Regions from separate parts of the Sus scrofa genome. Here regions 2, 3, 4 and 5 are each linked to region 1. Evidence: chromatin contacts called from public HiChIP or PLAC-seq and promoter capture Hi-C data. All regions are on one chromosome and are shown on one strand. Each heading gives the region's core, a stretch centred on a gene start, on an enhancer-like site or on the middle of the called end of the contact. The rest is flanking DNA. Distances are from core to core; before and after follow the strand shown.

Region 1 (5,316 bases), core at 1,430-3,929:
ATGAGGTTGCTGGTTCAATCCCTGGCCTCGCTTAGTGGGTCAAGGATGCTGCGTTGCTGTGGCTGTGGCGTAGGCCGGCAGCTGTAGCTCCGATTAGATCCCTAGCCTAGAAACCTCTGTATGCCCAGGGTGCAGCCCTGAAAAGACAAAAGACCAAAAAAAAAAAAAGAAAGAAGAAAACAAAATCCAAACCTCTGGCCAGTCCTTCCAGGCTCTGGCCCACACCTCTACTGTCTGAAGCTTTTTTTTTTTTTGGTCTTTTTGTCTTTTTAGGGCTGCACCCACGGCATATAGATGTTCCCAGGCTAGGGGTCCAATCCGAGCTTTAGCTGCCGGCCTACACCACAGCCACAGCAATGCCAAATTCAAGAAACATCTGTGACCTACACCACAAGCAACACCGGATCCTTAACCCACTGATCGAGGCCAGGGATAGAACCCACAACCTCATGGTTTCTAGTTGGATTTGTTTCTGCTTCACCATGATGGGAACTCCTGAAATTTTGTTTTTTTGGCTGCATCTGTGGCACATGGAAGTCCCCAGGCCAAGGATCGGACCAGTGCCACAGCAGTGACCCAACCACTGCATGACAGTGCTAGATCCTTGACCCACTGCTCCACAAGAAAACTTCCATTACCTAAAATATTAGTCCAGCCATATTTCCTCGGCAAGTCAGTTCTGACCAAGTTAGACTCTTCAGTATCTCAAATACACTGTACTCTTCTCTTTGCACATGCCATTCCTCCATCTGAAATGCTGTTTTCCCCCTTTCCCACTCCCATCGTTGGCCTAAGTGAACAATGACTAGAGCAGATGGAAAAGAGCAAAAGTCAAATCTGAGAGGACTGTTGGAGCCAGAGGCTTGGAAGTTGATGATGCTGCCATTTCTAAAAAAAATTCAGTCACTCGAATTGCTTGAGTCCAAACCCACTGATTTCCTCTAATTCTCTCCTTATCAGAATCACTGCTGATAATCTACCATTTCTGCCACCCTAGTTACTGTCTCCGGCACTCTTTTTTTTTTTTTTTTTTTTGGTCTTTTCAGGGCCGCACCTACAGCATATAGAGGTTCCCAGGCTAGGGGTCTAATCAGAGCTGTAGCCACTGGCCTGCGCCACAGCCACAGCAACGCCAGATCCGAGCCAAGTCTGTGACCTACACCACAGCTCATGGCAACACCAGATCCTTAACCCACTGATTGAGGCCAGGGATCGAACCTTCATCCTCGTGGTTCCTAGTCGGATTCCTTAACCACTGAGCCACGATGGGAACTCCTAAATCTTAGGATATTATACTACTGCTTAAGATCTTTCAGTGGCTCCCCAGTTTTGATAAAAGAGAGCTATTCTCCATAATCTGATTTACAAGTACTTCAGGGTGTAGCCAAACGCTCTGAACTAGTTGTGGTTCCCCAAAGGACATGTTCTTTCTGCTCCTCTGCACCACTGTATTCCTTTATCACATCTTCAGATGGACTCCATGCGCTTGTTTGTTTAAACTTGTTTAACTGCCTGCCTCTTCCTCAATATGTTATAAAATCCTTGTTTTGGGGACGTTATGTCTTTGTATCTTTACCACTTAACACAGTAATTGGAACACAGGGAGGGCTAAATAAATATTTGTTAAATGATTAATTGTACAACACAGGATTCTAGTTTCTGGGCTATTTTATTCACTTCTACCTAAATTTCTTACTTACCTTGGTTTAAGAATCCAAAGTTTTCCCTCTACCATCCTTTCTCTGTACTAATATTTCCTATTTTGAATATCCTCAACACTTAGATTCAAATCTTGTGCTAATAACCTAAGTTGCATTTGCCTTTTGGTACTGCCTTGAAATTCTTTTCTAACCTTTCATCATATGCATGATCAGAATCTTCTTAAGGCAAGAAGACTTTAACCTCATCGCACAGTTACAGGCGATCAGAAGAGTCCAGACTGGCGTGTGGACCGTAAAACCCGGCGCATGCGCACCAGGCTCTTTTTTGGGGGGGCATTTCGACTTTTTTTTTTTTCCCATTTGGAGCGTGCGCACCAAGAAAGACAAAGGTGGGGAAAGTGACCAAGCAATCATTCAGGCGCATGCCCATCCCTAACTTGTTCAAGCCCGGTGGAGTGCACTGTGGTGAAGGGGGTGTGGTCTGACCTGGAGCAGCAGAAATCCAATCCGATTGAGTGAGCTCGGTCCCTCCCTCCCCATGATTGGTTAGCTCTCAGTGTTGTGGGGCGGGGAAAGGAAGAGATGGGGGCGGTGGAATGGTGGGGGGGACGGAGAAAGAGAGCCAGTCTGGTTCTGCGCAAGCGCAAGTACGCGACCAGGAGGGGGCGCGAGAGAGTGAAAAGAAGTGTGGAAGCCCTGGTGCGCTGGCGAGCGCGAGCTGGGTCGCCAGCCTTGACGCCTGCGCCGTGGCCCTCGGGGCCCGCGCGCGGCGGGCGGGTGCCCGGTGCGCCTGCGCAGTAGGCGGCGGCGGCAGGGGGAGGTGGAGGCCGTGGAGCGGCAGCGGCAGCAGCGGGTCCCGGGACTGAGGCAGCAGCGGGGGCGGCGGCGGGCGGAAGCTGAGGTGACGAAGGCAGCGGCGGCGGCGGCCGATTCCCTCACGGTGGCGGAGACCAAGGCGGCGGCGGCGGACGGGGAGCGGCCCGGCCCCGGCCCCCTGCTCGTTGGCTGTGGCAGGGCCGCCGTGGGGCCGGCCCGGCTCCCGCCCCCCGCGGCTCCCCCTCCGGCTCCTCCTCCGGGGAGACGCCGGGGACCTGGCCCGGCCCGTACTCAGAGCGCTGCTGCAGCCGCCGCCGGGGGAGTCGGAGGCGGTGGCGGCGCCATGGGCGGCCTGGCCTCGGGGGGGATGTGGAGCCGGGACTGCCCGTCGAGGTGCGCGGCTCCAACGGGGCCTTCTACAAGGTGAGGCGGCGCGCCGGCCAGGAACGCGGGTCTTCAGCCCCTTCTCTCCAGCCGGAGCGGGGAAGAGTGGGGCGGCATTGAGGTTCTGGAGCTAAGCCCCGACCCTTAGAGCCTTAGACCTGCTCCCACCCGCAGCCCTCGGGGTGGTGGGGGGGGAGACCTCTGGAACTTAAACCCCTTCGTCTTATGTTTGGCCCGTCTATTCCGCCTGCCTTCACCCGCATCTCAGGAAAGAACATCAGGGTATTAATTGTGCTTAGATCAGCGCCCCCCCCCCACCTCCCAGAAGAGACCCCATTTACCCAGCGTCTCATTGACTTTTCCTGTCTCCTAGTAGAAGACATACCTTAGATCTTCATCACGTCTTCCCCACAGTCCTAGCACATGGAGAATTCTCTTTATTCTCCCCTATTGCCCCCTTGGGAAGGCCGTCCCATATTAGATCCTTTCATCTTCCTCGGAGAGGCCTCTGCCTACTGGCTCTGAAAGACTCACCCCACTTTCATCTTATATTTCTGTTCCCAACCCAAGGAGAAACGGTCAGAATCTGTTTATGACATTTAGTATCTTTGACCTCAGGAACTCTGGGCTGTACCAGTCAAGTTGCCTCGTAGCCATAAGGTGGCATCTTTTCACAAGTCTCTCACCCCACCCCTTTATTCCAAGATTAGCTGGTCTACCGTTCTCCCTAGGGGTGGTTTTGTGTTTGTCATCTCACTTTGACCTCGGATACATTTAGATCCTTCGGATAGTTTCATCCTAAGGAGTGTGAGCTTCATAGCCCTGATCTCTAAAAGGGGCTCTCATGAGGATTCTCTGTTTATTTAAAGCATTTCTTTCCACTTCTGGAAGACTTTTAGCCAACTCACCCAATTTGGGAATCTGATAGCCTTTTTTTTTCTTTCTTTCCTTTTTTTTTTTTTTTTTTTTTTTTTTTAGGAGCAGCTGACTATCTTTAAAAGATCATTGTTTACTTATTTCAGCTCCCTCCGTTGCCTGGGATTTGGTTTTTTAGAACTCCTTTTATTATCGCCTTCTTTATCTGTTCTGAATCCATTTTTTTTTTTTTGTAGGAGGGGTTTTCCCACTTAGATTAAGCCAGAGGGAGACCCCAATTGCCTCTCAGGCATTTTTCTTTATGTGACTGATCTTACTCTTGTTATTTTGAACCTCTTTGGACTTTATGCCTGCAATTGTTCCAGAGACTTTCCTGATTCCTGTCTTAGTCTTTCTTTTACCCTGAGGAGCAAGCTCAGAGATACCTTTTTGTAACATCACTTTTGAGGAGAAGAGCCCCCCTTTCCTTCAATTTCCCCCAAGCTTTTCCTCCTATAAGAGACGTCTCCAGCTTTGTGCCCTTGGAAATGACTTTCTCCAGCTCCTTCCCTGTGAAGTCATATCTTGTTATAACTGGAAAGGGTCTCATATTTGCCCTTGGAGTAGAAAGTTTCTGCCCCAGCTTCACTTGGTAAGTTCAGTGTAGTCATCTTTTAACTGAGTCCAAATGCCTGTTTATTTCTGCCTTACTTTCCTCACCATTTTTCTTTATATTCTTCAGTGCCTTTAGTTACCCACAGTCCATCTTATCCTCTCGATTTAAGTCTTGCTTTTTTTATCCTAATATTTCTATATTCCTGTGTAATCCCAGGAACTACCTATTCCATTACTCTCTTGAAATGGGAGAAGGAAGCTCCCAGCTGATCCCTTCTGTCATTTTTTTCTACATACTTTCCTAACTCATGGGACTTTTTCTTCTAGCCTTCCTCTATTGCATTTGTTTCCCTTGGCAAAGTCTCTTAATTCCTTTCAGATTCTGATAGAGTACATTTGTCTCTTATATCCTTTTCCCCAAAACTTGTATTACCTTTGTTGAAATAATAAATTTTAGCCTTATTTCCCACAGTATCTTGTCCTGCATCTGGGTCCTTGCACCCCCAAGAAAAAGGATTCTTAAATTGAGTCTGAGATCAAGATATGATGTTTGCTTTTGTTCTAAGAAGCATAGGAGCCAAGCACAGCGGGAGAGATTGATAACCAGTTCAAATTAACTGTGTGAGACTGCTGGGAAGTCCTTTCCACATCCAAGTGTCCAAGAGAAAATCTCTACATCTTTCCCTTTTTTCCTGTGGGCTATGGCAGTGATAGTTGTGATTGAGTGAATTGGGGATAGGATGCTTTGAATCTGAGAGTAGAGTTCGGAGTTGAACTGAAAGCCATGCAATGTGGATTTTGTGTTCTGGCCACTTAGCATTTTCTGCTCCACGCTGCAGTTGAAAACAATAGATCCTTAAATTCAGACTAGGCTTTCTTCAACTTTCAGTGCCATATAGATACTTACCCAATCTGACCTTGTTACTGATTTAATATTCATGACTCAGCAAACTTCACTGTGGTTCAAGGAGTCTTCACGTTGCTT
Region 2 (5,316 bases), core at 1,050-3,549, 240 kb after region 1:
GGGGAAGAAAGTAAAGTTGTTTTCTAACAGATCTCCCTGCCAAACACCTCTGGTTTCCCAAAGGGAACCCAGGAACCCAGCCTCTTCGCGAGGGCCCTCCCACTTTTCCCAGGATGCATCAGTCCTGTCGGCTTTTCAGGCCGGGCCTGTACAGTCAGTAGAAAGTGGGGGAGTGAAGAGTGGTGAATGACAATAAAATGAAAGCAAAAGGCTGGTAGTAGTTAGAAAGTAGAATAAATTATACTAAGCTAGGAAAGTTATGGACTCTAAAGCCGGGAACTCCCAAATCAGACCCAACGAGAACGACAGTGACAAGGTGAAGAGCACCTATCACACAGAGTAACTCATCTGCCCAGGACTTTAAGCCGTTGTCGGCATGACCGAGAAGAGTTGGGCTCCCGTCCAACTGCTCTCAGTTTCCCCATTTCGTTGGCCTCCCAGCACGGAAGAGTGCCACTTACACCTGGCTGGCCACCTCGCTTCACAGGAGGATATGGGGGAAAAGCCCCAGGGGCCCATGAGGGGAGAGAACACTAACATATGCCCGCAGACGGCTCTCCGGAGTGATCAGGATCCGGGCCACGGGCTACTCGCACTCCTCAAAATTCCAAGCCCCCTTAAGCGCCCGCGAGGACTAGCTCTCCCCGCGCGGGGGGTTGCCGGCTCCCGCCCACCATGTGGCCGCCCGGGGCTTCCGGTGGCGGGGACCTGGGGGGAGGGGTCCCCGCGCTGCCATGCGGCCCCCGTCCACGTTCGGCCATGCGGCCTCCGACCCCGAGGGCAGGCTGCCGTGGGGGCACTTCCGGTGCTGCGGGCGCCCCCTCCTCAAAGGCCGCGCCAGGCCGGAGCCACGCCGCCTCCCCTCCCCTCGCTGGCCGCCAACCCCCCCACATGCCCTCTCACCGAATAGCCCCCTCCCCCACCTCACGTGGCCGCGCGGCTCCCGGTTCTAAACGGCCCAGGTACCCTTGCCCCGGCGGGCCGATCTGGTCCCCGGCCCTCGTCCCAGCGTGGCCGCCCGGCGGCCTCTCCCGCGTGGCGGCCTCGCGGCTCGCCGTCCCCCGCCCTGCGTCGCTCCAACGTCACCCGGCCAGCCCCAACCGTCACCCCGCGCGCCAACCGGGGCGCGCGCCCGAGCCTCTCCGCACCTCGCGCTGCTGCCCGACCGAACCCCGTGCGGCGGTGGCCGCCGCTCCCCTCTGCCCCCTCCCCGACACTCGCGCAGTTCCATCTCTACTCCCAGGCCCAAACCAAGGTTCCGCGCACGCGCGCCCTGCTCGCTCTCACCTCGCGCGAACGCACTGACTCGACCCCGTCCGCTCGCCGCGAGCCCAACCGCTGCCTCCGAGCCCGCTGCCGCCGCCGCCGCCGCCGCCGCCTCTACCGCCGCCGCCGCTGCTGCTGCACACGGGTCTTAGTACGCAGGCGCCGACTCCCCACTGACCAACCAAGCAGCCCTGTGACAGCCGCGCAAGCGTGCTACCTATCTCCTCCGCCCTCCACCCCCGCACTGCGCAAGCGCACAGACCCTCCCCGATCTCCACCCTCCCTCCTACCTACCCATCCAATGACGCGCATACGTGACCCCGCCCCTCACAAATCCTGAGCTCGTCCCACCGGTAGACAACGCGCAGGCGCACCCGGTTTTTTAAGCCCTTCCACCTCCTCTCCCCTCCCCGGGTTAGACCACCAGCTCTACCGGACAGTCCTTGCGCTTGCGCAGTAAGGAGCCCCGCACTCCACACCCTCTGAAGGAAACGCCTCGGCCTCAAAGCGCATGCGTGTTGGGAATCCTGACCGCCCCTTCCACCTCAGACGTCGTCTGTACGCCAGGCGTTGAAAAGACCACGCCACTGTATTGCTGGTTCTGTCTAGAACGCATGCGTCTTAGGAAACGCCCCACTTCGGCTTTAGCTGGTCTTAAAAGACTCACACGTTTCAGAAAACTTGTGCTGTGGGGTGGGCCCCTTGTCTCTGAGCCCATCCCCCACGGTTCCGCACATGCGCGGCAGAGCCCTTTCGATTCCAGCCGCCCTAGCGCGCTAGTGCTGGTCGGGTTACCACCCTTCTCAGCTTCACTTCTCTAAACTGCGCTTCTGCTCTGCCATAGAGTTTCGCGCGGGAAGATAGAGCGGTCCTGCCCTCAGCCACCATCTTGTTTAAAACCCTGGTCCGTGTTGGTCCCAGTAGTTTCCACAGAGGCCTTTCTACTTCTGATTCCTAAGATGTAGAGACTTACACGGTATTTCTCTTTTTCCTCCACCTAGTCTCCGCCGTCTCCAGAGCAGTCGTCTACAAGCAAACCTAGAAAAAGTTCACTGTAATGAAGAGTGGGGTATCAGATTTCACTGACGTTCTTTAAGTCCTAGGAGGTGTCCGCGAAGCCAGAAACATGCTCTCCCTCGGAATGAGTTTACCTGGCCCTCGTTCTAGGGAAAAAAGCTGCTGCTTTTCCTGAAAGGTTATAATCTTACCTCTCCAGTTCCAGGATTTTCAGCACTACCTGTATGCCTTCATTGCTTCAGTAAGCTAAGTGGACAACAGAATTGTGTAACAAGACAAGCAACTAAGCTGGGCTTGGAATCTGGTTGTTTTGTTTGAGATGTGACCTGCTAGATGGAAACTGCAAACACTCGTTTGAATGAATACATTTATGTAGCATATAATATCATCACCCCCAGCTCTTCCTACTCAGTTTTCTGTGTTTTATGGCATTTGCTTTGAGAGAGAGAAAACAACAACAACAGTCTTCCTGAGAGTATTGTTTAAAAGTCCAATTTCTGCTCTTGTCAAAGATGTATTACATGACCCAACAATTCCAGTCCTAGGTATCTACCTCCCTCCAAAATTAAAAACAGGTATTCACATCCTTGCACGCTAATGTTTACAGCCGCACTATTCATGGTGGTCAAAACGTGGAAACAAAGGGGTTCATTCCCATTGTGGCTCGGCCGGTTAAGAACCTACTAGTATCCGCGAGAGAATGCAGGTTGGATCCCTGGCTTCACACAGTGGGTTAAGGATCCTGCATTGCTGCAAGCCACAGTGTAGGTGGTAGATGTGACTGTGATCCCATGTTGGTGTGGCTGTGGTGTAGGCTGGCAGCTGCAGCTCCCATCGGACCCCTAGCCTGGGAATTTCGATATGCCAGGAGTGGCCCTAAAAAAAATTGTGTTTTTTTTAAATTAATTAATTTTTTTGTCAAAAACTTTTTAAAGGTGGAAACAACCCAAACATCCGTCAACAGATGAATGAGTAAATTGTGGCATGTGTGTGTAATGGACTATGAATCGCCAAAAGGAATGAAGTGTTAATGCATGCTCCAGCTCGATGAACTTTGAAAACATTTTGCTAAGAAGCCAAAAAAGGTCACATGCTTTATGCTTTCATTGATAAGAGATATTCAGAGTAGGTAAGTACATAGAAACAAAAAGCAGACTGGGGGCTTCTCTTGCGATAAAGTGAGTTAAAGATGCGGCACCGTCCCTGTAGGGACTCAGGTCGCTGCTGTGGCGTGAGTTGGATCCTTGGCCAGGGAACTTCCACATGCCGCGGATGCAGCCAAAAAGGGAAAAAAAAAAAAAAAAAATAGCAGATTGGTGGTCACCAGATGTTGGAGATAAGGGGAATGGGAAGTAACTGTTCAGAGGTCATGGGGTTTTATTTTAGAGTCATGAAATGTTTTGGAATTAAACGTGGTGGTTGCACAACGTGTGAATGCACTAAATACCACTGAATCGTTTATTTAAAAATGGTTTTATGTTATGTGAATTTCATCTCCGTTTATAAATTCTTGCACACACATGTTCAAAGCAGCATTATTCATAAGCAGCAACAAGTATAAACTACTTAAATGTCCATCAGCTGATGAAGGGATAAATAAAATATGGTACATCCATGCAATGAAATATTATTCCACACTAAAAAGGAATGAAGTATTGGGTACACGCTGCAACATGGGTGAACATCAGTCACAGAGTTCCCTGGTGACCTAGCAGTTGGCACACGTTGCCGCTGCTGTCGCTTGGGAACTTTTGCATGCTGGGGGCGCTGCCAAACCAAACCAAACCAAACAAACAAAGACTTAGAGAATAACTTCAATAAAACTTCAAAAAAATACAAGATGACAGTCGCAAAAGACCACATAGTGTATTATATCATTTACATGACATGTCCAGAAGAGGCAAGTATCGAGACAGAAAGTAGATGGTCGTTGCCTAGGACTCAGGGCTTAGGGGGAAATGAAGAGATGGAGAGAGGCCGCCAGTGGCTATGGGGCAAGGGGCAGAGGGTGTCTTTTGGGATGAGGAAAATGTTCTAAAATTGGCAATTCCCAGTGAGGTGCAATCAGTGGCATCTTGGGAATGCTGGGACGAAGGTTCGATCTCTGGCCTGGCATTTCTGCAGCTTAGGTCAAAACCACGGCTCGGATCTTATCCCTGGCCTGGGAACTCCATGTGACATGGGGCGACCAAAAGAGAAAAAAAAAAAGAAAAAATTTTTGGAGTGACAATTACTCTATTCAGATATTAAAAAACATTGGGGGTTCCCATTATGGCTCAGTGGGTTGAGAACCCAACTAGAATCCATGAGGATGGGGGTTTGATCCCCTGGCCTCAATTAGTGGGTTAAGGATCCAGCATTGCCCTGAGCTGTGGTATAGGTCCCAGATGGGGCTCAGATCCATTGTGGCTGTGGCTGTGGCGTTAGGCTGGCAGTTGTAACTCTAATTAGACCCCTAGTTTGGGAACTTCCATATCCCACAAGCGCAGCTCTAAAAAGACAAAAATATATATAATGAATCATACATTTTAAATAATTAAATTGTATGATACGTGAGTTATATGTGGATGAAGTTGTTACTTTTAAAATGTCATCTTTGGAAGTTCCCTTTGTGGCTCAGTGGTTAACGAATCTGACTAGGAACCATGAGGTTGAAGGTTCAATCCCTGGCCTTGCTCATTGGGTTAAGGATCCAGCATTGCTGTGAGCTGTGATGTAGGTCACAGACGCGGCTCGTATCCCACATTGCTGTGGCTCTGGTGTAGGCCAGCGGCTATAGCTCTGATTCGACCCCTAGCCTGGGAACCTCCATATGCTGCAGGAGTGGCCCAAGAAATGACAAAAAAAAAAAGACAAAAAAAAAAAAAAAGTCATCTTTGGGAGTTTCTGTTGTTCAGTGGAAACAAATCCAACTAGTATCCATGAGGACTTGGGTTTGATCCCTGGCCTTGCTCAGTAGGTTAAGGATCCAGCGTTGCCATGAGCTGTGGTGTAGGTCGCAGGACGATGCTCAAATTTGGTGTTGCTGTGGCT
Region 3 (5,316 bases), core at 772-3,271, 210 kb after region 1:
GACATGGCAAAGGATCTCCCTTCCCGTGTGTCGGAGTGTCCTGGCCTCTCCTTGGTCAGGCCAGGCCAGGCCAGGCCACCAGCTCCAGGAGAAGTCACAGTCTAGGAGACCACATTAAAGCAATCCAAAGACCCTCTTTCCCCAAACCCTGAGGGTCCCTCCACAGGTCTGATAAGCCCAGCCCTGCAAGAGAAGTGTCTCCACCTTTCCAGACCCTGAATACCGAGCTCCAAGCAAGGAAACACTGGAGGTCCCCAGGCTCAGAGGAGAAACAGCCAAGGGAAGCTTCCCTACCCCTCCCAGGATTAGCATCAGTCCAGACCCTCTGGTCTTGTGGGCTCTGGTTTGGGGATTGCTGCCCATATCTGGGCTCCAGTCAGGTGCAGTGGGACTCCTGACTCTCACAGCTCCCCAAGCAGAGCCAGGAAGAGGCCTCAGGAGAGCCTTCATCCCTTTTGGCACCCCCTTCTTTTTCCCCTTCCCCCCCGCCCCGGTCAAACGGAGGGCAGCGTTCCCAGTTCAGTTCTTAGTGCCGAACGAAGCGCAGAGATCGGGAGTTGAGCAGATCTTCGGGGTCAGGGAAGACGGAGTCGAGACGGAAGCCGTGCTCCAGGGCCACCCGCAGCACCTCCTCCAGGAAGCTCGGGGTGCCCACCACCTCCCGTGGCTCTCCTGGCCCCCCAGTCCACAGGGGCTGCAGCCCCAGTCTCTGGTACTCCACTTCCGGGAGTTCCGAGGGGCGGGGGGCCCACTCCAGACGAAAGTGTGGGCCTCCCTCCGCCCTGTCGTCATTGGCCACACCAAATCGGGCCCGCATGGCACCCAGACACTCGGGGTCGGTGCAGAAGAGGTTGGCCCGGAAGGTGTCCACCTGGACAGAGCTCAGCTCATAGTGGTGCGGGCCCCGGCGAGCGGAGAAGTGCACCAGGCGGGGGCTGCTTTCTACATCTGCGTGGAGCAGGGCGGCTGTGGGTGCCGGGGTCCCCCGAGATGCCTCTAGTTCCCGCAAGGCATCCAGGAGAGGCCGGATCTGGTAAAAGTCAGCCTCTGCCCGGAGAAGCGCCGTCTCCCCATATCCACGGGGCAAGTCCAGGCGGCCCAGCCGCAGAAAGTTGAGGATGTGCCGGAAGGCCTTGCCATCTCGGTCGATGAAGTAGTGGCCACCTCCCTGGGGACTGAGGTTGGGGGTCATGGGGGTACCGGCCCTAAACATGGCCCCCAGCATGGAGTCTGGGAATCGAGTCAGCGTCTCCAAAGTGGTGGAATATAGCGTGCCCCCCACATTCAGGGTCACAGGGCCCCCAAAGGCGGGGGGCGGAGAGGGCACAGGAGGAGGGGAAATTTTGAGGAGTACTGGGGACACCGAAAGAGAAGAAAAGGCGGAACTTCCTGGGTGTGTGCAGAACTGGGGCGTAAAGTTCAGGCAGTCTCTGGGTCGGAGGCACAAATTGGAGTACAAGGCAGCAAGATGTGGGGCTCACTCCAGCTACTGTGGTGGGGGAGGGTTCTGGGCACAGAAATTCCGGAAAGATTGGGAGAACGGATAAAAACAGCAGAGGGAAGCCAGAGAGGGACGAGAGATTTAGGTCCGATTCCGGGGGTCAGCGATTCCTCTATGTGGTCTTCAGACAGTGGGTTTCCGAAATCCAACCAGCAGGTGACGGTGGCGAGCACAAGGCCGACTCTTTGAAGGGTCAGGTTTCTGAGCTCTGGGGCAGAGCGCTGTCGCTCCGGGCGAGTCGATGCAGAGCTCCGGGAGCCAGTCGGAGGCCGGGCCTGGCCTGGCTCCGGCGCGGGTTCCAGGAGATGGAGGAGGGGCTGACCGGAGCCGACACCGGAGGCTCCTCTGTGTCCGCTGGGGAGCGAGGATGCACGCTCAGTCCGAGCTGGCAGTGTCCAAGGACTCCGATGGAAGCAGCCGGGAGTCTCGAGACCGGGCGCCGCCGCCTTCCCCCAGTGTCGTCGCAGCCGCTGAAGTCCTCTCCGCCCCCAGGAAGTGGCCTAAGGGCAGCGGCCGGGGGCCCTTTAAGAGGCAGCCCCGCCCCCTGGGCGCCCCGCCCCCCGCCCCCGCCGGGCGAGCGCGGCTTGGGTGGTGGTGGGAGCCGAGAGCGGCGAACCGGAGAGACGGGGCGGACGGGCTGGCTAGGCGGACGCTAGCGGGGGTGGGGTCCTGCGGGTGACTCAGGCGCGTCGTTCCGGATGTGGCTGCGACGGCCCCGCCGGCCCCCAGGTGTGCTAGACCTCACGTCTGCATCTAGGCTGGAGCCGGCCCCTCCTATCTCGCCGCTCCGGAAACCGAAGCCTGGCCGTCGGGGGCTGGGGACCAGTTCCTTCCCAGTCGCTCCGCAGGGAATTCCCGAGGGGGCGGGTGCTGAGCCGCCGCATTCCAGGGATGCCTCCGGGCCTGGGCCGGGGTGGCCTGAGCCAGCCTCGCCATCCCAGCCATATGCCAGCACCCCCAAGGGAAGGCCGGGCCCAGCCCACGCGAGCGGCTTCTCCCCACCCGGATGGGTCTGGCCACGTCGCCTGAGCCTACGTGCCCCGCGCGACTCTCAGACTGAGGCCGAAGCTCCCTCTTCTTGTTCCCCTTGTTCGCCCCTCCGCCCCTCGTGTGACTCAAGCTCGCAAACTCCCAGCCGCTCCTGCACCCCAAGAGACGCAACGCCCAACTCCTTGCCAGCCTGAAGGGGCTGCCCAGTAAATGAACTTTGAAGAGCAAGGCACAGAGGATTTAATGGCGAAGGGGCGGAGGGGAGGAGTAGCCGGTGCGGGGCCCTCGACGGTCTGAGATCATAGCGTGTGGAGGTCATGACTGCGCCGCCTCAGCTTCTCGGGGTCGTCAGATGCCATGAGGGAGAAGTCTCGGAAGATGTCGAGATACGTCTCATCTCCTGAGGGGAGGGAGGAAGGGCTGGGACGCCGGGTGGCTGGGCGCTAGCACTGAAGCGCACAATGGGGACAGCCCGGCCTGGTAAGAGCACGCGCTTCCAGCGTGGGTGGAGGGGACATCTGCGCTGTCAGGGCAGCGCCCTCGCCTATTCTTTGCTCTGTTTCAAGGACCTGGCGCGTAGGATGTGCCCCATCCATATCTGTTGACTAAATAATGTAATTAACCAAAGAAGCTGAGCACAGGGGGTTGGGGACAGGTCACCAGCGACCAGAAGCCCAGAGTTACAGTGTCGTGTGGGGGCGGGGGTGGGGGGTACTTTACCAGCCTGGCCCTGGGCCGCATCGGCCTCTCTCATCTTTGCCAGTCGGAGCCTGTAGGGAAGGGAATTAAGGAATGAATGACATTCTCTTAACAACCTACCCCCCCAACTTCCTATCTTTTGAGTTGGGAGTTTCATTCATCTGTTTTGTTGAAAAGATGCCTAACGACAATATTAACGAACGTTGCCTCTCTCAGAATAAAGTCCCCTTCCTCGGACCCTGCCCTCCCTCCTTCTCCAAGCCTCAGTCCATCCCTGGAGCATCCTTTCTCTGCCTGGTCCAGGAGCTGGCCCCGCCCCTCCCGGGCCCCGCCCGGCAGGCGGGGGTCTCCGCCTCAGCCCCGCCTCCAGGGGAGGGTGCAAGCACGAGCCCCGCCTCTCCAGGCGTCCTCACAGAGTGACGATGTCAGCGTTGGCTTTTTCCACGGCGATGGTCAGGGGGTCTCTGCCTTCAGAGTCTCGAGCTCCCAGATCAGCCCCACGTTTCAGGAACAGGCAGGCCAGCCTGGACGAGACGGCCACATTCAGCCAGCGCCTCGCCCCGTCTGGGGCCTTCCCCGCCCCAAGGCCGTCCGTCATCCTTGCCCCCCCTACCCGGTGTGGCCAAGAATGGTTGCGTGGTGAAGCGGGCCCCGGCCCTGGTTGTCCGCTTGGTTCACACTTGCCCCGTTCTGGAGGAGAAACTCACAGGCCAGAAGAGAATTCTGCAGAGAGAAGCAGAGAGGGGCATTTTGAGAGGCACATGTGAGCATCGGTTAGAGTGGGGTCCGTTCAGAGGCCGGGGATGGGAAGGGCAGGCTCTGCTCTAGCTCTTTACGTGTGTTCGTCCATTAGATTCATGGAAGGACTTCATGAGCTATGTTATCTTCATTTTACAGATGAGGAAGCTGAGCCACAGGGAGGTTCCTAACTGCAAATGGTAGGAGTCTGGATTCAAACTCGGGTTTGTCGGCCTCCAAATCTCACACTCTTTGCAACCAGTCTCTATTGGTTATAGCCCCTATGGGATGGCAAGAGGGGCAGGGGCGGGGACCAGGGTCAGGCGGAGGGGAGGGGAGGAGGGGTGGGGAGGTGGGCGAGACTCTCACAGCAGCTGTGGCCTGGATCAGCGGGGTGGCATTCTCCTGACTCGCGTTGACCCAGTTGACATCGGCTCCGTGGGCGAGGGCATCAGCCATGGTGGGAAGGGACGGAGGATGCCCAGCAGCTCGAAAGAGCAGGGCCCCAGGGTGCAGGCTGCCCAGGTCCTCAGAGGGTGGCTCTGTGAGGGGAACCAGCCTTGAATCTGGGAAGAAAGCCCTCAGCAGTCCCCGAATGCTGTCATAGGACAGGTCACTTCTCAACTCTGGGGAGGCCTTCTGGGCTGGAGGTTGTGGCGGGAGGTGACAGGGGTGTGTGTGAGTGTTTGTGGGCAGGTCCCCTGGGGTGCACGGGAGAGACAGCCTCCTTCCCCTCTTCCTGTCCAACCACCCTGACCGGCTGGGATGTCCGGGGAGCTGACGGCCGGCCTCGGCTCTCCGGCTCCCTCTGTTCCCGCTAATCCCACACCCTCCTCCCAGCTTTCTCCTGACTCGACACCCTGCACAGCCCTCCCTGCCTACGCCCAGCCCCCCCAGCCCCCCCCTCGGTGCTTCTCATTCTCCACAGTAATCCCTGAAACGCTTGCCTGGTAAAACCAGGGCTGCTGTGGGCCTCCCCACCCCTGTTCTCAGGCGGAAGGCCTGGGCCTCAGCCTGTGCGTCCCAGCTCGCCAAGCACACAGCAGGCGCTCGCTGACTGCCCAGCCCAACCACCCCTATACCTGGCTTGGATCTGAAGCTCCCCGGCCGGGGCCTGATGTTCCCCGGCTTTGGGGGCACGGGGGGCTGCCCTCTTGGGGGCCCCCGGCCACCTCTTCGCCCCCGAATCTCAGGAAGCTTGGTCAGGAACTTCTTCTCCACGTATTTGGCGTGAATCCAGGCCTCCTTCTCTTGCCTGTCAGGGAAGGAGTGGGGGGAGAAGGGGACAGTGTCCCCTCCTCCCATCCCAGGCCCTCCCCCCGCCCCCCACCGCAGGAGGGCACCCCAGCCGCTACCCCAGCCTCACCGGGAGCAGCTGGGCCCGGGCT
Region 4 (5,316 bases), core at 1,380-3,879, 180 kb after region 1:
CCACAACAACGCGGGATCCAAGCTGCATCTGTGACCTATACCACAGATCACGGCAATGCCGGATCCTTAACCCACTGAGCAAGGCCAGGGATTGAACCTGCAACCTCATAGTTTCTAGTCAGATTCCTTAACCCTGAGCCACGGTGGGAACTCCTCATCTAGCTTTTTGCAAGAACTTCCATCTGTCCTTGCCTACCCACAGCCTATGCTGGACAAGCAGCTAGAAAGAGAGCCTTCTAACACGGTCATCCTCAGCCTTAGCTGCAATTTAAAATCTTCTGGGGAGGAGTTCCCATTGTGGCACAGTGAAAATGAATCCGACTAGAGCACAGCTCATGGCAACACCAGATCCTTAACCCCCTGAGCGAGGCCAGGGATCAAATCTGCATCCTCATGGATGCTAGTCAGATTCGTTAACCACTGAGCCACGACGGGTACTCCCAGAGGTACTTTAAGGCAGCCCAGATGGTTCAAACTTGTGCCCAGGGTTAGGGACCACTGTTTCAGCTTGTAAATCTCAGGTCACTTCTCTTGCCAAACCCTCCAGCACTTTCCATTTCACCCAGAATATAAGGCGATGGTCTACAGGCCGTATGTGATCTGGCCTCCCGTGACCTCTCCCCTCCTCCTTCATTCCATTCCAGCCACTGGCCTTTAGGGTCAGTGAACAAACAAGGCACACTCCTACTTCAGGGCCTTTGCCCTTGTTCCCTCTGCCTCAAACACTCTTCGCCTACAAGTTCGCCTGGCTTAATCCTTGGCTTCCTTTACGTCTTTGCTCAACCATCACCTTCTTGGTGATGACTTCCTAGTCCATCTATTTTATTTGTTTATTTATTTTTAATTTTTTTTTTAGTGCCTCTCCTGAGGCATATGGAGGTCCCCAGGCCAGGGGTCTAATCAGAGCCACAGCAGCCGACCTACACCACAGCACAGCAACACAGGATCCAAGCCAAGTCTGCGAACTACACTGCAACTCATGGCAATGCTGGATCCTTAACCCACTGATGGAGGCCGGGATCAAACCCATATCCTCATGGATACTAGTCAGGTTCATTTCCATTGAGCCACAATGGGAACTCCCTAGTCCATCCTTTAAAACTACAACTCCTGGAGTTCCCGTCGTGGCTCAGTGGTTAGCAAACCCAACTAGCATCCATGAGGACTCGGGTTCGATCCTTGGCCTCAATCAGTGGGTTATGGATTCCGAGTTGCTGTGGCTGTGGTGTAGGCCGGCAGCTACAGCTCTGATTAAACCCCTAGGCTGGCAGAGTTCCTGTCGTGGCTCAGTGGTTAACGAATCCGACTAGGAACCATGAGGTTGCAGGTTTGATCCCCAGCCTTGCTCAGTGGGTTGAGGATCCAGTGTTGCTGTGAGCTGTGGTGTAGGTCACAGACTCGGCTTGGATCCCACATTGTTGTGGCTCTGGTGTAGTCTGGCGGCTACAGCTCCCATTCGACCCCTAGCCTAGGAACCTCCATATACTGTGGGAGCGGACCAAGAAATGGCAAAAAGACAAAAAAAAAAAAAAAAAAAAAAAAAAGAGAGAGAGAGATCCCTAGCCTGGGAACATCCATATGCTGCAGGTGTGGCCTTAAAACAACAAAAAGACCAAAAAAAAAAAAAAAAAAAAGAGAGAGAGAGAGAGTTCCCTAGTGGCCTAGCAGTTAAGGATCCAGCATTGTCACTGCTGTGGCTCAGGTTCAATCCCTGACCCAGGAACTTCCGCATGCCATGAGTGTGGTGGCCAAAGAAAATTGCAACTCCTGTCCACCATTCTCTATCTTTCTTACCTGCTCCATTTTTCTTTATAGAACCTGTCACTGTCTGACTTTAGATGTATCTAAGGTACATTATCTGTCTCTTCTCTAAGATTAGAAATTTTAATTTTTTGAAAAACTGCTATATTTTCCTATCACCTTAAATGCTGTCTGAAATATAGTTGGTGCTCACTTAATCTCTGTTGAATAATGGAATTTCTATGTGTTTGTACATTTTGGTGGAGGCTGCTGCATAGTTGGGGCTGGCTAGAATATGAGGCAATGAAGGGTACCAGGGGAGAGGCGAGGCACTTGAGTGTGATGCAGATGATGACTGAAGCTGTTGGACCAGCCCAGAACATGGACATGGGGAAAAGGAACCACCAAATCTGCTTCTCCCTATGTTCATCTTTTTGTCTTTTTAGGGCCGCATCTGCGGCATAGGGAGGTTCCCAGGCTAGGGGTCCAATCAGAGCTGTAGCCGCCGCCCTACGCCACAGCCACAGCAACCCAGGATCGGAGTAGCATCTGTGAACTACACCACAGCTCATGGCAACAGCAGATCCTTAACCCAGTGAGCGAGGCCAGGGATCAAACCTGAAACCTCATGGCTCCTAGTTGGATTCGTTTCCACTGTGCCACGATGGGAACTCCCTTTCTTTCCTTCCTTTTTTTTTTTTTTCCTAAGGGCCGCACCTGTGGTGTACAGACGTTCCCAGGCTAGGGGTTGAATCTGAGTTACAGCTGCGGGCCAACTCCATGGCCTCAACAATGTGGGATCCAGGCTGAGCCTGTGACCTACACCACCACAATCAGGCAATGTCGGATCCTTAACCCATTGAGTGAGGCCAGGGATCAAACCTAAGTCCTCATGGATACCAGCTGGGTTCTTAACCTCCTGAGCCACCACGGGAACTCCCTCCCCATGATCATCTTGACGGATGAGACCTCCATCTACTGGTCACCAGACACATGAGGTCATCCTGAACTCCTCACCTCCACATCTCATCTCCTCAAAAACTTCTATATTATTATCTAAATATCTCTAAAATCTGCCACTTTTGTCCACCCACACTATCACAGCCATCCTCTCCCCAGACTACTACAACCCACACTGGGTGCCTCTCGTGTGTTTAAATGGCTTTCTAAAACATTCGACTTTCTCCCTCCATCTGAAAATCCTTCAGTGGGCTCCCTGCTGCCTTTGGGGCCAAATCCCAGCTCGCACAAGGCCTTCTGGGCCCGTGGGCCGGACTCCCTCTCTAAACTCATCTCCTGTCACTCAGCCTATAGCGCCCTGAGGCGCAGAACTTCCTCACACCTGCGGGCCTGGGCTCAGGACCCAGAGCAAGCGAAGGATGCGACTCTTCTTGGGGGAAGCCTTCCCTGCTGACAGCGCTGCCTCCTCTGCTCCCGCTGAGCCTCATTTTACATCATTACTGACAGTCCGGTGGCCTGTCCCCCGAGTGGCTGGGGGCGCCTGAAGGAAGTGCTGTAATTTCAAGGTGTCTTTGGGGGTCACTGCTGCGTCAGGGAGAGGAGACTGACGAGGTAGTCCCAGGGAGGCAGAAGGGGAGCCAGGAGCCGGTCCTAGGAGCCAACGGATGAGTGTTCAGGGTGTTCCGCTGCGTCAGCGAGGCCCGAACCGCCCTCGGGAGGAGGAGCCTAGGGTCCAGCGCCGCGCAAGCCGCCCTCGTTCCCACCAAGGGGCACTGAGGACTCTGCGCCCGCGGACCTGGCAAGGGTCGCAGAGCTAGGTCTCACCCAGCTGCCCTCCCAGGCGAGCTTCTCTCTGGGCTTCTGCATCGAGCGGAAGTGGCGGGGACGCTCGCCAAGCCGCGGAGCCAGGGGCCTGGGGACCGAGGCCCCGCAGGAGAGCCGGCACTCTTTCTGCGCAGGCGTGTCGCTCAGGCCGGGAGGGGCGGGGTCTGGTAGGGGCGGGGGCGGAGCCAGTTCCCGGGCCCGCCTCCCCTAGCTCCCCGAGCCGCCGAGCGCTGGGCGCCCCGGCTGTTCTAGGGGCTTCAGGTGAGCTGGGGGCGCTGAGGGGTCCGGAGACCTCCCTCGAGGTCGGGCCGTCGGTCTGACCGCGGGCCCATCTGCCTGCCGTCTGCCAACAGCCGCCTCCGCGGAGAATGGGAGAACAAAGGGAGGGGGCGGTTCTGGGGCCCCTGAGGGAAACCAGGGTCCCAGGGCCTCCGCCCTGCCCGCTGACACTTTCGGTTTCTCCCCGAGTCAGACGCGCCGCCCTGGAGACCCTGGGCCGGCGGTGGGCGCAGCTGCCTCTCCGCGTTTGCCTGTCCGTCTTTGTGTCTGTCTCTGTGTCTGTCTGGCTGTCTCCGAGCTTGCCTCCACTTCTAGAACTAAGCCTCCGGGACACCGACATCCCGCGAACCCTCCCCCGTCTCCCATGGCAGGTAAGTGGGTGCAAGGCTGAGGGTCTCCGTTATCCCCTCACGGACTTGGGAGCCCAGTGTCGGACGCATCCTCCGGGAATGTGCTCGGACTGGCTGTGTGGGGCCCCTCCCTTCCTCCCAGGAAGCCGCCGCCCTGCTCCCCCGCCCCATCTTTCTCCGTCTCTTGCCACCACATTTCCCTCCACTCAGCCTGGCAGCCCGCGGGCTAAGGGGTAGAGGGGTGAGGTGGGGAGGCCCCTTCTAACCTACTCCTGTCCCCCCACAGGCTACATACCCCCCAAGGGCTACGCCCCTTCGCCCCCACCTCCCTATCCTGTGACCGCTGGGTACCCGGAGCCGGCGCTGCATCCTGGGCCCGGGCCCAGCCAGGCGCCAGTGCCTGCCCACGTGCCTGCCCCAGCGCCCGGCTTTGCTCTCTTCCCCTCGCCCGGCCCTGCGGCCCCGGGGCCAGCTGCCCCCTTCTTGCCAGTGCCCGGGGTGCCTTTCGGCCTCGAATTCCTGGTGCAGGTGAGTGGAAGGAAGGGAGGGAGGGGTGAGGGGGCGGGGGGGGTACCCAGGCGTCTCGATCCTCCAGCTGACGTCTGCGCGGCCCCTACTCTCTTTCCAGATTGATCAGATCTTGATTCACCAGAAAGCTGAGCGGGTGGAAAGTGAGTGGAAGGAGGAGTAGGTTGGGCCTCGTGATGGGGGCAGATCGTGGGCTCTCGGTCCAGTGGTGCCTGAGCCTCAGCGTGTCACCCCTTGGCAGCGCTCCTGGGCTGGGAGACCTGTAACCGGTACGAACTGCGCTCGGGGGCCGGACAGCCCCTAGGTCAGGCTGCAGAGGAGAGCAACTGCTGTGCTCGTCTGTGCTGTGGCGCCCGTCGGCCCCTGCGAGTCCGCCTGGTGGACCCCGGGGACCGAGAGGTGCTCCGCCTGCTCCGCCCTCTCCATTGTGGCTGCAGCTGCTGTCCGTGCGGCCTCCAGGAGGTGGGTGGGGAAGGATGCGGCCAGGGAGAGACTCGGGTTGGGGGCGGCCAGTGATGGGAGCAAGACCCGGGAGGAGGCATGGGGAGAGTGGTGCCTCAAGTGCAAGTTGGCCAGCAGGTGGGATGGGAGGTCTAGAGAGGAGCGTGACAGGTAGTCTAGCGAAGGGGATGGG
Region 5 (5,316 bases), core at 877-3,376, 160 kb after region 1:
GCAGGTCACGGGAGGAGGGCGCACAGAGGGGCGGGCTGGCGAGGTAGCTGCAAGGACACCCGGGGGAGAGCTGGGGAGATTGGCGCCCAGCCAGACAAGCTCGGCCAGGAGGAACCGAGCCAAGGCTCGGAGGAGCGGGAGAACCGGGGCGGGGGCGGGGCTGCCCGAGCTGCAGAAACCCTCGGGGTGACCCAGGCGTCCGGAACCCCCAGGCCCCTCCGCTCGGGATTGAAAGAATCGCGAGAGCCGGCACGTAGGCGGAGGACGGTGGGGGTGGGGACTCCTCTGTTGGGGGTGGGGGGCAGCCGGAGCTGCCAGGCTTCGGGGCGCCAGGCTTAGCCCCTCCAGCCCTCCCCCTGCCCTCGAAAACAAGGAGACTCGGGGTTACGGGGGGAAGAGAAGGGAAACTGAGGCATCGGCATCGTCTTGCCGAGACTTTGTGGTCCTGGCCCACCCCCTTTCACTTTCCGGGAGCCCCCCTCAGTCGGGCCCCGCTCTTCGGGGTCCCTGGCCTCAACCTCCCAGGCAGAGAGACCCCAGGCCCGGAGACCCCACCCCAGCCACTCACCCGGGCCGCGGTCCGGCCGCGCGGGCCGCCCCCCGCACAGTCGCACCTTGGACAGCAGGATGAGGAGCTGCTTCTGGCAAAGGGACTTGGTGCCGCGGGGACACACGCGCCGCTGCGCCGACACGGGCCGGCTGCCCCCGGGCTCGCGGACCTCCCGCTTCTGCCGGATCAGGCTACTGGCCAGCGCCGCCATGGCGCCCCGGGAGAAGACACCCCCAAACCGGCGGGCGTCCGGAGCGCGCTGGGCTCCTCCAGAGAAGCCCGCTCGCTCACCAGGACATGCTCCTGACGCTCCGGTCCCGACTCACCGCCCCACCCAGAGGACCTGAGGATAAGCCCTAGACGACCCTCACCCCTGGCACCAGCTCCCACCCTTGGGCCCGGCGCTAGCTCCGCCTGCCAGACCTTGCAGCCTCTGCACCTCTCAATGGACCCCACCCTCAACTTTGGTCCCCCTTCTGAACACTCCTCCTTTCCCTGATCTCCAGTGTCCCTGTCCCCCACTTCCCCTGTCCCAAAGCCAAGACCCTCAAATTTTCCAAGCTACGGTTTCAGTATTCCCAGGCACCTTCCCACCCTGTTTCAGGCCCTGCACTCCAGCCAAATCCACTCTTGCAATCTTAAGTGTGTGGGTCCTTAGTTTGGGGGGTATTAGCTCGCCTCACTCCTGCTGGGGTGCTGCCAATGTCAGGGAAGAACCCAACCTCGGGTGTCTTTTCCTTTGCCACCCACGAAGTGCAGAATCCCCCACTTTTTTTCCCCCCACTGGAATCCCCCAAAACTATATCTGGAAATATCCAGACTGTCCCTGTTCAGTGAAGAGGTTCCCAGGCCCTGTCTCTGGACAAAACCATTTCTCACCAAGTCACCCCCATTTCTAGTGGCACAGCGTTCCAGCTGCTGAGCCCCTTTCCTCACCTTGTTACCCTCCACTCCTTTTGAAGTCACCTCCAAATCCGCCCTTCCTAGTGGTTACACCAGGTGGTTGTCTGAAGGGCCCTCTGTCACCTCGGAATAAGGAGCATAGGTTTTTGGTTTTCCTTTTTTTTCTGGCAGCCCCTTAATTTCCTCGGGGACAGCTGGTGCTGTTTAGATCCCACGCCCTCCAATCCAACCAGCCCCCCGAGAGAGGAGTGCACCCACGTTGTCACGGGTCCCCAAATGTGAGCAGACCCCCTGTAAGTCAAGAGCGCATCGGAGCTTTCTGCGACAGGGCTTCCTGGTCCTCCCCGGGACTGCCTATAACACCCCCTCTTCCTTCCCCGACGCCCCTCAACCTGTCCTGTCTTGTCGATCCGGCGACGGCTGGCGCTGGCTCCGGTTCCAGGCTCCTCCCTCCCTGTACCCCGCAAGCGGAGCTTCCCCCCACGCCCAGCTAGGCGTCCCGGACCCCAGGAAGGAGTGAGGGTGTCTCCGCAGAGCGCCCTGGTCGGGCGAAGTGAGCACTGGGCCTGGCGGCTGGACCAAGCGGCGAGGCGGCAGCGGCGGCAGCGGTAGCGGCTGTGGGAAGCTGAGGCGGCGACGGCGACAGCAGCTCCCCCTCCTCGGAGAGCCGGCCCGGGGGCGGGGCAGGGGGCGGAGACGCTGGGAAAGAGGGGGGTGAAACTGGGCGGGCGGAACCCCGGGGTTCCTTGGTGGCTGAGAGTGAGGACGGCCTTAGAGGCAGGCGGAGCCGAGGCAAGGCCGCATGTCTCGGGGTTCAGAGGATGAGGGACAAGAAGGCGACTCCACTGAACGGAACCCTGGATGGGGGGAGAGGTTGGGCGTCAGATGGAATGGCGGATGCCTGGAGAATGGAGAAAGGGACCCTACTACCCTACTACACGGGATGGAGGACGGCTGGATGAGGAAAGGGCGGGGTTGGGGGGGGAGTAACGGAAGAGATAGGAGTGGTGGTGAGTTCTAGCCTGGGGTGAAATCTGGCCTCCTTAACAACTCCGCTTTTCAAACTGGTCAGCTCCTGGTCTCCATACCGCTTTTTTTCCACGTTTTGTCAGCAAATAATTTCCCCCACCCCCATCCATATTGACTCCAAAGAGAAAAGACCATAAGAACTGGGGGGGGGGGGGGGGGGAAGACGGCGGCCCCGAAGGCTGCACGGGAGCAGGAGGGGTGCTGGCCACAGATCCGGAAAGTGGAGAGGCCAGAATGGAACCTGTGCCAGGAGGAGGGTGGGAGGATGGGGAGGAATCGACGAGGAGGCCTTCTAGAACGGGCTCTTTGGGACCTGGGCGCTCAGCCTGTCTCCCAGGTGAGGGGAGAGCAGTGCCCTCCACATTCCGCTGGCCAACAGAAGCACTTTCCAGGCCAGTTGGAGCAGCATCTTTAATGGGCCCCGCCTCCCACGCCGGCTAAGCCGCCCCCCTTGCGCGCCGCCTTGGCCTCCTCCACGGCGGCGCGCAGGGCCCGGGCAGGGTCCCCGCGAAGCAGGGCCAACGCCCCAAGCAGCGAAACCGCGCCGTCCCCTGCACGGAGCTTTTGGCCACTCAGAAAATAGTGGGGCAGCGTCCCGGCTTCGAGCACCCGGCCCAGCTCATCCAGCAGCCCGAGGCAGCAGGCGCCCGCATTTTCGGGCCGCGCCAGATAGAGCGCGGGCAGCCGCTCGCACGCCCAGTAGAGCAACGTCCGCAGGAGGTAGGGCGCTGCGGCCCGGGTCCCGACCACCAGCGGGCGCAGCAGCGCCTGGGCTGCCGCGTGCGCTTGCAGCAGCGGCTCGGCTATGCGCGCCTTGAGCGCCAGCTCCTGGCGGGCGAAGCAGAGCTGCCAGCCAGAGGCTTCTGGCCGCTCTGTGCCGCCGCCGCCGCCGCCGCCGGGCACCAGGTAGAAGGAGGACGACTCCGTGGCCAACGGGCCGGCCCACGAGTGGCTCCGAGCCCCCTCGGGCCAGCCGGCCACGGACACCACAGGGATCAGGTCGAAAAGCAGGAGTCGGCGCGGGGGCCCGGGCGTAGCCAGCAGGATGGTGGTGTACCCAGCGTGGCGGGCTGCGTGAACCAAGCGCGGGGCACCTGGGACCGGGAGCAGGGACTCAGCGACCGCAGCCAGCGAAGCAAGAACCAGGCAGCCACCTGGGCGGGACACAATGTGGGCCATGCCTCCCGAGCCTCCGACGGCTGGGGCTGTGGCATTGGGCTAACGTCGGCTGCTTTGGTGACGTCACCATTCGTTTTTTTCAATGGTGAGGGAAAGCCAACATCGGTTGCGTCTTGCTGAGGCGACTCTGGCACTGAAACGTTACTAGGTGATTTTTCCAAAGACTCGTGTGCCTCAGGATCAGTGACGTCACCGTGCGGCTGGTCCACAGAGGTTTTCGGGTCCTTGAGACTTTCTTCACTTTGGGTTGGGTGGATGGAATCACCTTCTCCGGGGACTGGGGGTCCTAGGCAATCCTGCCATGCCTCCCTGATGGAGGCTCCGCGTACCTGCTCTGGGAGGCAGACCCATGCGTAACAGGATCCCACGTCCAGTTGCAGCTCCTGCCAGTGTCGTCTAGTGAAAACACGGGCACCAGGAGCGTGAAGCCGGTGTCATAGTGAGGTCCCCGGGCGTAGGGACCTAGAGGCGTAGGCCCCAGATCCAGGGAGCCCTCGCGAATTCCGCCACGAAGCAGCAAGAGCTCTGCCTGGGGAGGAAAGCGAGGGTCCCGACGGTGAATGAGACCTAAGGAAAGAGAAGGGATCGTGAGGGCGTGAACCAAAGCTGGGGCGGGGCGGGGCTGAGAGCTGCCAAAGGTTAGGGTTACTTACCCAGCAAAGAGAAAACAAAGTCCTTAGCCTGGAGGAGGTCTGGTCCCGGCTTGGGCCCGTCACTCCAGCTCTCCTGCACACCCAGCTCCTGGATCAGCTGGGTTAGTTCTTGCAGCTGGGCACCAGAGCAGAAGTCTATGTCCGTGAGCGGCCGGGCTGGGGCTGGGGGCGGTGGGCCCCACCAAGGAGCACTCCCCCAGACGGCGGAAGCCATTCTGTCTTTTGGGGGGGGCGGCTAGGAGGTACACCGACGGAGGGAAGCCCAGACAGGTCTCTCCTTCTGCTGCAGAGAAGTCGCCCCCGTTTTTTCTCTTTTTCCGAGCACTGGGGTCTGCAGGTGAAGGGCTCTAAATTTAGTCTGGAAAACGAACAAATAAATACCTCCTATGTCCTTTTCCTTTTCTCATATGCTGGTCCCCGCCCCGATGGACCGGTTCACCTGACTCAGCAGGTAAAAAGTAGCTGTTGGAGCCCTCCTGCGGAATGCAATAGCCAGTCTCCTCCGCCGCCCTTGTCTACCTCCCCTTACCTCTTTTTCGGAAGAGGCTTGTGGTTTGCGGCTTCCCTCTTACGGGTAGCTGCAAGGGCCGGGGGAGAAAAAAAAATGGATAGAGCGAGTCAACAGGTAACTTCTTCCTGCTGCCCACGAGGCCACGCCCCTAAATTACGATCACGCCCCTTTCTGGAGGCTGTCGGGGCGGTTCGGGCCCCGCCCAGCCTCCAGCCGAGTTCACTCCTTTTTTTCGCTCGACTGAGATCTCAAGGCCATCCTGGGAGTTGTAGTTTGTCTTCCAAGCTACCAGGGCGTTGGGGCCACGCCCCCACATCCTTTCCTGTTCCGTTGAAGAAGTGCCTGATGGAAGTTGTAGTTTCTATGGCGATAAACTGTTCTGTGTCTTTCCAAGCCCAGGTCAACCCCACTCAAACTCGTGGAGTTAGAGCGGAGGTGTAATAGGATGGATCTGAATAGCAAACAATAATGGGGACAAGAGTTCCCTTCGT

What was found. Promoter capture Hi-C pulls out the DNA fragments that hold promoters and counts their contacts. HiChIP or PLAC-seq counts read pairs in DNA pulled down with a chosen protein or histone mark.
Region 2: a contact with region 1 is called in a promoter capture Hi-C map of liver, with 4 times the contacts expected there. The contact joins the promoter of EIF5A here to the promoter of FXR2 in region 1. A contact is called at or near these places in 1 of 5 promoter capture datasets (liver), 3 of 47 Hi-C or Micro-C datasets (heart right ventricle, liver and skeletal muscle) and 2 of 2 datasets of contacts at active chromatin or transcription factors (alveolar macrophages and skeletal muscle).
Region 3: a contact with region 1 is called in an H3K27ac HiChIP or PLAC-seq map of alveolar macrophages. The contact joins the promoter of KCTD11 here to the promoter of FXR2 in region 1. A contact is called at or near these places in 1 of 47 Hi-C or Micro-C datasets (heart right ventricle) and 2 of 2 datasets of contacts at active chromatin or transcription factors (alveolar macrophages and skeletal muscle).
Region 4: an H3K27ac HiChIP or PLAC-seq map of alveolar macrophages shows a contact between it and region 1. The contact joins the promoter of PLSCR3 here to the promoter of FXR2 in region 1. A contact is called at or near these places in 1 of 47 Hi-C or Micro-C datasets (embryonic fibroblasts) and 2 of 2 datasets of contacts at active chromatin or transcription factors (alveolar macrophages and skeletal muscle).
Region 5: an H3K27ac HiChIP or PLAC-seq map of alveolar macrophages shows a contact between it and region 1. The contact joins the promoter of FGF11 here to the promoter of FXR2 in region 1. A contact is called at or near these places in 2 of 2 datasets of contacts at active chromatin or transcription factors (alveolar macrophages and skeletal muscle).

The regions. Positions count from the first base shown.
Region 1 is chr12:52,900,620-52,905,935 of Sscrofa11.1, reverse strand. It overlaps FXR2 (fragile X mental retardation syndrome-related protein 2), which reads left to right and starts at 2,679. Exons shown (of 17, transcript XM_003131974.5): 1 at 2,679-2,900.
Region 2 is chr12:52,656,023-52,661,338 of Sscrofa11.1, reverse strand. It overlaps EIF5A (eukaryotic translation initiation factor 5A-1), which reads right to left and starts at 2,299. Exons shown (of 6, transcript XM_021067817.1): 1 at 2,240-2,299.
Region 3 is chr12:52,694,860-52,700,175 of Sscrofa11.1, reverse strand. It overlaps KCTD11 (BTB/POZ domain-containing protein KCTD11), which reads right to left and starts at 2,021. Exons shown (of 1, transcript XM_003358250.5): 1 at 1-2,021. The coding sequence starts at 1,225. The coding sequence ends at 527. It overlaps ACAP1 (arf-GAP with coiled-coil, ANK repeat and PH domain-containing protein 1), which reads right to left. Exons shown (of 25, transcript XM_021067819.1): 19 at 5,295-5,316; 20 at 5,011-5,183; 21 at 4,298-4,470; 22 at 3,804-3,913; 23 at 3,604-3,714; 24 at 3,212-3,261; 25 at 1,430-2,891. The coding sequence ends at 2,791.
Region 4 is chr12:52,721,883-52,727,198 of Sscrofa11.1, reverse strand. PLSCR3 (phospholipid scramblase 3) reads left to right here and starts at 2,629. Exons shown (of 7, transcript XM_021067824.1): 1 at 2,629-4,175; 2 at 4,441-4,682; 3 at 4,783-4,825; 4 at 4,924-5,144. The coding sequence starts at 4,169.
Region 5 is chr12:52,738,900-52,744,215 of Sscrofa11.1, reverse strand. FGF11 (fibroblast growth factor 11) reads right to left here and starts at 2,126. Exons shown (of 5, transcript XM_013981311.2): 1 at 569-2,126. The coding sequence starts at 761. TMEM102 (transmembrane protein 102) reads right to left here and starts at 5,274. Exons shown (of 9, transcript XM_021067827.1): 1 at 4,315-5,274; 2 at 4,050-4,228; 3 at 3,624-4,047; 4 at 1,846-3,621; 5 at 1,487-1,576. The coding sequence starts at 4,528. The coding sequence ends at 2,894.